2 separate regions of the Mus musculus genome follow, and region 1 is linked to region 2. A link is a contact called in public HiChIP or PLAC-seq data. All regions are on one chromosome and are shown on one strand. Each heading gives the region's core, a stretch centred on a gene start, on an enhancer-like site or on the middle of the called end of the contact. The rest is flanking DNA. Distances are from core to core; before and after follow the strand shown.

Evidence for each region. HiChIP or PLAC-seq counts read pairs in DNA pulled down with a chosen protein or histone mark.
Region 1: an H3K27ac HiChIP or PLAC-seq map of bone marrow-derived dendritic cells shows a contact between it and region 2, with 4 times the contacts expected there. The contact joins two enhancer-like sites. A contact is called at or near these places in 1 of 39 promoter capture datasets (pre-B cells) and 1 of 115 datasets of contacts at active chromatin or transcription factors (bone marrow-derived dendritic cells).

The regions. Positions count from the first base shown.
Region 1 is chr8:122,687,792-122,691,748 of GRCm38.p6, reverse strand. It overlaps a transcript of Cbfa2t3 not described here. Among named protein-coding and RNA genes, the nearest start is that of Gm10612, 8.1 kb to the left of the region's middle. Within about 2 kb of position 2,213, at least 26 of the 459 cell types and tissues checked have an H3K27ac peak or open chromatin away from gene starts, as enhancers often do. A contact at or near this core is called in bone marrow-derived dendritic cells, where this site is marked.
Region 2 is chr8:120,684,723-120,688,398 of GRCm38.p6, reverse strand. Gm39265 (a long non-coding RNA gene) reads left to right here. Exons shown (of 3, transcript XR_879259.2): 2 at 43-140; 3 at 2,296-3,210. Among named protein-coding and RNA genes, the nearest start is that of Gm39265, 14 kb to the left of the region's middle. Within about 2 kb of position 1,653, at least 100 of the 459 cell types and tissues checked have an H3K27ac peak or open chromatin away from gene starts, as enhancers often do. A contact at or near this core is called in bone marrow-derived dendritic cells, where this site is marked.

The DNA.
Region 1 (3,957 bases), core at 964-3,463, 2.0 Mb before region 2:
ACAGGAAGAGCATTATCTCCTTTCTGCTGGTCTGTGCTGGTTCCCATGGAGGCTGCTGGTCCCCGGGGTGGACATGCCACATAAGCCCATGTGTTCTTTCTCTGCTTCCCTGCTGAAAATTGAGCCCCTGACTCTCCCCTATTGCAAAGATGCTCACATAAGGCTGCCCACATCCAAACACGGAGGCCACATCCAGGCCTTTAGCAGAGGCCCAAATCCAAAGTGGCTACCGGTATTGCTCTCAGGGGAAAGAGGCTGGACTCAAAGGGTGGCGATGGGAACAGGAGATATGTCCCTGGTCTTTGTAGCCCTGTAAACCACAGCTCACATTCAGAAGGTATTTATCCAAGCATCCAGTAAAAGTTCTTGGGGATCCTGCAATCCCTGGCCCAGTTCCTCAGACCTGAAGGACTGGGTTCTTGGCATTAAGTGGGCTGCATGCCTCGCGAGGCTGGGCAGGCTGAGCCAAAGTCAGCCTGTCCGGGTGTGGGAGATTCATGGAGGATCCCCAGCTGTGCCAAGCGGGTGGGAGAGGAGCCAAGAGTTCTATGGGCACACAGTCCTATTATCAGGCTCTGCTCACTGGCAGGCTACTCACAGATGTCCTCTGACCCTGCGTGGGGTAACCTACCCTGGTACCCTGCTAGTCAACAGCTCCTGGCTAAGGCACTTCAGGGAGACCCAGCTAGTGGAGGCGAGACTGCAGGCAAGTGCACACTATGCATAGTGGTCTCTGAGAATCATCTCAGCCCTGCCCCTAAGGCAGACGGAAGAGGAAAGGCTGCTCACTCTACTGCGTGGGTGGCCAAGGGGAATTCTGACCTTTCTGTGGATTCCCTGTGCAGGCCCAAGCCCGTATTTAGCACATGGTCAGTTGGGGAGGGGTTGCCCATTCCAGAAGCCAGTGGTTCTGTGGCACTTTTTAACATTGGGCAGGCGTGGCCTCTAGAGATTACTCGTTTGCATGATTACAAAATGGCCTTGCTTAGTTTGGTCACACAAGAACTTCGGCTGTTTCTCTCTGGGTGGACAGCAATGACCCAGGGTATGAAGTTCTCATGGGTGAGTTAGGCTTGTAAATTCACCATTGAGTCATACAGGTCAAGGTCAGAGCCTCTCACTCGACACGCAAAGGCACGCACCGGCAAGTGCCACACACCACATAGGAGATATGGCAAGATCAAAGCAGCAGCACACAGGGACTGATATCCAGGTCAGCATCGTGTGACAAGTACTGTTCTGAACCAGTGGCTGGACAGAGGGCCTTGGTGAGGGTGCTCTGTGAAGAATGGGCAGAAGAGTGGATGTATGTTTGATGTATGTATGATGTGTGTATAAATATGTACAGAGGATGGAGAGACGGATGGTGGACAGATGGTAGAGGATGATGGTGTGGATGGGTAGTTGATAATGATTGTATAGATGAATAGGTAGATGGACAGAGGATGATAGATGAGTGTGTAGATGGATGGTTTGATGATGGATGGGATGGATGGATGATGGATGGATGGATGGATGGATGGATGGATGGATGGGATGGGATGGCTAGATGGATGGATGGATGGATGGATGGATGGATGGATGGATGGATGCAGAGATGGATGGATGGATGCAGAGATGGATGGATAGATGGAGAGATGGATGGATAGATGAATCTTTTATTGTTTTATCTCTTGTTTGGAAACTCTATTCAGCAGTAATTTAGACCCTGGTTTAAGTAGGATGGCTTTGACCTGAAGATAGCAGATAGCCTGGTCCAGGGCTAGACACAGTTTATGTGATGCCCATAGAAAAAGCCCAAAAAACAAAAGGTCCAGTTGGAAGATCAATGATACCATCTGGAACCCATGTCTTCATACTGCCTGCCTTCCTATCCTCTTTCTTGAAGATGCCTAGATATAAGCTAGCTACTTGTAGCCCATTAACGATCCATTCAGCACCTTTGTGAAGCGGTGTGAAGTGGGATGAGCCATGGTCCTATGTGCCGGTGCGAGGCATGAAGACCCCCTTACTCAGTATCCCGTCTGCACTATGGAGCAATGCCTCTCTACCATCAAAACCTACTGCAGAGGCACACAAAAGCCAAAAGGTTCCAGAACCCAAAGGTTTATTTATCCCTCCACCTTGCCTCTGTCCACCCCCACCCCTAGGCTCTACCACAGTCCCTCAGCATACACACACACCCCAAGACAACTTCTCCTTTCCTTCCTGGAACAGTTCTCCGCCCAGCAGCCACACTACCCTCAGCTTCTCCCCAACAGTTTCAGGACCTGCAGTAATTTTAGATCCCAGCCACACCCAGAGCTCCCCCTCAGATAGGTCACCTTGCCTTAAGGAGACTGTACCCCCTGAGCCACCCTTGAGCACACAGAATCAGTGGCTCCAAGGTGCTTCCTGCAGCTCCATTTTGACTAAGGTGGTATCAGCCAGATGTTTCTCACAGTGTGCCTCAGTTGCTGCTCCCAGGCTACAGTCAGTCCAGTCCACACCTCTGTTTTCAGAACATTTGCTGCTTCCTAAAAGAAGCCCTGTCCCCCAAGCTGTCACTCCTTGTCCCCTTCTTCCCTGGCCACCACTAACTAGCTCTCTGTCTCTGTTGGATTTTCCTGGACATCTCTCTTTAAAAAAAAAAAAAAGGTGTGTGTGTGTGTGTGTGTGTGTGTGTGTGTGTGTGTGTGTGTATGTATATGTGTGTGTGTGTATGTATATATATATATAGTCACACCAGAGGGGGCATTGGATCCCTTTACAGATGGTTGTGAGCAACCATGTGGTTGCTGGGAATTGAACTCAGGACTTCTGGAAGAGTAGCCAGTGCTCTTAACCATTGAGCCGTCTCTCCAGCCCCCTCTGGGCATCTCTTATCATGTGTCATCTGGGTGGGGGGCACTTCCCATTTCTTTTACCTTGTGGCTTATTTCCAGGGTCACCAATGTGTGGTGTAACAGTGCTTTGTCCATTTACAGATAACTAGTATCCCATGAGTTGGCTATGCCTCTTTTTCAGTTTATCTGCACTTTACTCTGTCTGAGGAAAAGCCATCCGCACCATCTACAGGATACGTGTCTCCTTCCGTAGGTCTTTATTTACCTGAGGGCACAGTGAGGGCAGTGGTCATGGCAGAGAGTTAGGAGGTAGTGTTGTGATCTGGTTGTCACCTTTACCTAAACTTCCCTGGACATGGAGAGGGACCACTATCCCTATACAAACTCTGACTCTGTTCACACTCTGTGAATTGATTGGTATGAATCTGGGGTAGGAGGGGCAGCCCTGGAAGTCCATAGTGTTACCGGGCAGGCTGTGTGAGAGAGGGAAGGGGTAGAGACATTTCTGGAGTAGTTCTGCCTAGGTTCCTTCTCCAAGGACAATGGCTGGGTCTCCAGGCATGTAGGCAGGTTGAAAGCTCTTCAGGAAAAAGACAAGTACCTACCGAGGCTCCTCAAGTGGTGCTGATGAGCAGCTGGTCTTGGACACCCGCACTGGGGCATCAGAGCCCCAAGAGACCCTTATTCCAGGTTGACTCATCTCTGGGTGCTCCAGGCCTCAGATGTGAGGTACAGTTATGTGCTATGTGTCTAAGGCTAAGGTGAACTTGGACATTAGTAAATGCCTATAGTCCCAGCACTCAGAAGCCAGAGGCGGGATGATGGCTGCAAGTTTCAGGCTAGGGAGGATACATAGTGAGTGCCAGGATTTGTTACCTACTTTCCCAGTTGCTGTAACAAAATACCAGACAAAAGTAACTTAAGGAAGGAAAGGGTTGCTTGGTCTCACAGTGTGAGAGTGCACAGTGCATCACCTGCAGGTAGTCATGGAGATGAGAGAGAGGCAGGCAGCATCTGGTCACATTGTGTCTGCACCCAGGAAACACAGAGAGGACCGCTGGTGTTCCTCTTACATTCTCCTTTCCACTGAGTCTGAGACACCTGCCCATACACCCATTGTGACTGTAGACAG
Region 2 (3,676 bases), core at 404-2,903:
GAGGCGCGTTCTCCTCTGTCTTCCCTCCTTTCTCCTTGCCAGCGAGGATGCAGACGTGATGGATGGAGCTTGTGCAGCCATTCTTAGTCCATGAAGCACTGGACCAGAAATGTCAGAACAGCACACAGGGAGAAGCCTGGGTATGGAGAACCTTGTGGAATTCATTGTCCTGCCAGCATTGGGCTTTCTATGGCATATAATCTGTCTGGTGAGGAGCACTCTCCCCGTTTTACTTCCAGTCGTCCCTCTCTCCGTCCTCCATGTCTCCTCCCCTTCCCTCTCTCCCTTTCTCCCATGTTTTCCTCTTCCTCTCTGCAGCCGGGCTGAATTCTAACTGGGACTCAGCCAACAGTGGTTCTGCTTCCCTGGTCAGCAGGCCAGGAAAGCTCATGGGTGGAGCATCCTCCACCTGCTCTGCGGGAAGCCATCCATCAGTCAGCAGAGGCAGTCCGAATCTGCATCCAGGCAGACAGTGGTGATAAGCACCAGGGCTCACTGGATGCAGAAACTTTCCCAGATGGCGCTGCAAGATGTTTCTTTCCAGGTTCCACTTGCTCTAGATGGAGGGAACTCCGTGCTTGGCTTCTCTGGCACCATGCTCTGTCCTGGCTGGCCCCAGTCATGCCTGGCAGGATAAGCCAGACACAAGACAGAGGTTGCAGTTGCACTTCATGAGGTCCCTAGGGTATGAGATTCATTGTGACAGCAAGAGACCATCCATCTTGCAATGGCTGCTGGGTACAGTTTCACTTGGGATGTTAAACAAGCACCGGAGATGGAGAAAAACCCACAAAGTAGTGTGAGTGCCTCGTGTCACCGAAAGATATACTGATAACGCTTATGGTGGAGAAATCTGGGCACACTGAAAATGAAATGCCAAAGCCAGGCGCGGTGGCACATGCCTGTGACCCCGACACTTGGGAAACTGAGGCAGGATGGTCCTATTGCTGCCTTTACAGCAAGTTCCTGGATAGCCTAAGCTATGAGACCAGTCTCCAAAAACCACCACCACCATAACCCAGGATGGCTGTTGAAACTGGGGCGCCCTTGTCTTTAGGACTCGAATGTACCTTTACGATCCCCCTATGAAATGCTTTCTTCAATGCATTCAGTGACAGTCCATCCCAAACTGTGGCAGAAACCACAGCAGAAGCATGCTCGAACAAAGGCAGGGACTGGCAATGCAGTTGAGCCTGTGCCATGGTTTCAATTACATACAGAAATATGCAACGAAGAGGAATGAAATGCACCAAAGTTGCAACCACTTAAGTTTGGGCAGCAGGCTAAAGGGATAGCTGTCCTTTCTTTCCTCTACTCCCTCCTGGTCTGTTTTTTTTTTTTTTTTAAGACACCATGGCCCAGGCTGGCCTGGAATTCATTATGTTACCCAGGTTGGCATTGAACTCTATGTGATCTTCTGATCACAAGCTCCCAAGGGCTGGAGTTTGGGGCACGTGTAACACACTCAGCTGATTATTTTCTTCTTGCTCTAAACATTCTGAAGTACAGACCTTGGCATAGACTTCAGAACGAACTCTATACATCCCAAGGTGGCAGTAGGCTGGAGCCGGGCATGGAGGGCACCACACCATTAAGGGAACAGAGTCCCTGGCACAAGTCACCTGGTTTCCTGGGGAAGCAGGCCAAGAGTCTTCTAGGAGCCACAGCTCAGGACAAGAACTGTGTGGCAAGGGGATGTCCAGGCTAGCGTCACACAAGGACAGGCTCTGGCAGGCATTGGGATTTGCTGCTTATAGAACCCTGCACCGGGACCTTAGTTTGAATGCTAGCTGATCAGCTCTGTGCTTGGTCACCAAATTATTACTGGGCTTCTCCAGAAGGTGTAAGTGGGCCACAATCCCATCCTGACAGCAAGCAGGAGCAGGACCACGACCCACACACACACTACCCCCCCCCAATACACACACACACACACACACACACACACACGCATGCACCCAAGGCCTGGCTCTGGGGGCGTGGGGGGTGTTTCCTGCTCGGTTGCACCCCATGGCCAGCTCAGCCTCTGTGCCAACGCCAGGCAGCTGCGGCGTCCATGGCTTGTGGTTGCCTCAGCCCCAATCTGGGCTCCTGGTTGCTCAACCCAGCATGTTTTTCCTCTTTTCCTCTTCTGCTTTTCCCAGGCTGAGTCCTGCTGCGTGTGGGCCCCGGGGCTCTGCGGGCGAGCACACAACACACCCCAGGCCCGTTTCCATGTCCCTGATTGCTTTTCCCTCCCCGGGGTTGCTAAACAGCCTATGAAGAAAGCCCTTTCTTTTGCCTTTTTATTTTAAGGAAGGAGTGTGGTGACATCTGTCTACGGAGAGGCTCCATGTCCAAGAGACCAGCCCCTGCCTAGAGGTATCTGTTTCGTCTCCTCCTCAGAGGGTCCCAGGAGAGTCTAGTGACGCCTTCCTTCAAGGGTTCAAGCAAGGGAAGTCTCCGATGCTTCAGTGAAGAGTCACCCAGCACTCACCTACTGGGCCTGAGAAAGGAGAGAAGAGGAGCCTATGGGATCGGGGTAGAGGCGAAGCTGAGCACAGAGCTGTGTTGTTTCAGAGGCCCCTGCCTTGGCCTTTGTGACGCATTTCCTTAGAGCAATGGTTCTCAACCTATAGGATGCCACCCCTGGGGGGGGGCGGTTGATTGACCCTTTCAGAGGGGTTGCATAGCACATATTCTGCCAATCAGGCATTTACATCACGATTCATAACACTAGCAGAATTACAGTTATGAAGTTAGCCATGAAAATCATTGTATGGTTGGGAGGTCACCATAACACGAGGAACTGTACTAAAGGGACCAGAGTTAGGAAGGTTGAAGCCCGCTGCCTTAGAGTCTTAAGGAAAGGACCTGGTCGGCTCTCGTTCTAGCTCTGAGTGAAAACAAGGACATTAGCTGGGTGCTGTACCCTGTGAGCCAGAGGTGAAGACACTGACCTCCTCCGCAGCTTTCCTCAGAACCCAGGCAACTGCACACAGGCAACGGAACAGCAAAGCCAGGCCCTGCTTCAAGGCCCTGGGCGTGGTTGTGCTTTATATGTAGGTCATGCCTCAGGCTCCCAAGGGCCTTCTAGTCAGCTTCCAGGGGCCAGGCCTGTTAGGCCAACCCACAAGTGGCTGTCCCTCCCCCTCTACAAGAAGAACCTTGACACACACCCTGCATGAAAGGAACCTGCCAGGTTTTTCCGAGCACCAGAAGAAAAGCCAGGCTGCTGACATCTGAAATAAATACCTCCTGTCTTGATCCCTGGGTCTGCGAGGATCTTTATTCCATAAACATCTGAGAGGGCTGTCTCTCAGCAGAAACAGCTTGGCCTCCAGGCGCCTAGGCCCTGGCTTCTATTACTATGTATGCGAAGGTTGGGGGGTGGGAGCTTGTGGCCAGGGGCCAGCACACTTCTTTACCAGCACAACCCTGGCAGCAACCATGGCTTCATAAGCATGAGGGGCTGGCCCTGAAGGTGGGGCACAGCTGCCCCACGCCTGTGTGCTCTGGGAGCACAGGACCAGTGTGAACTCAGGGAAGCCCCTGCACAGGTATGCAGGAACTTTTGAATGTTTTAAAGCTGAGTTTCAGCCTGAGATTCGTAGAGTCTCCAGGCCTAATGGCCTAAGGCAGAGACCCACTGGGTATAGGTCTCTGCTGCACACCAGGATTTAAGTTCCGTGTGTAT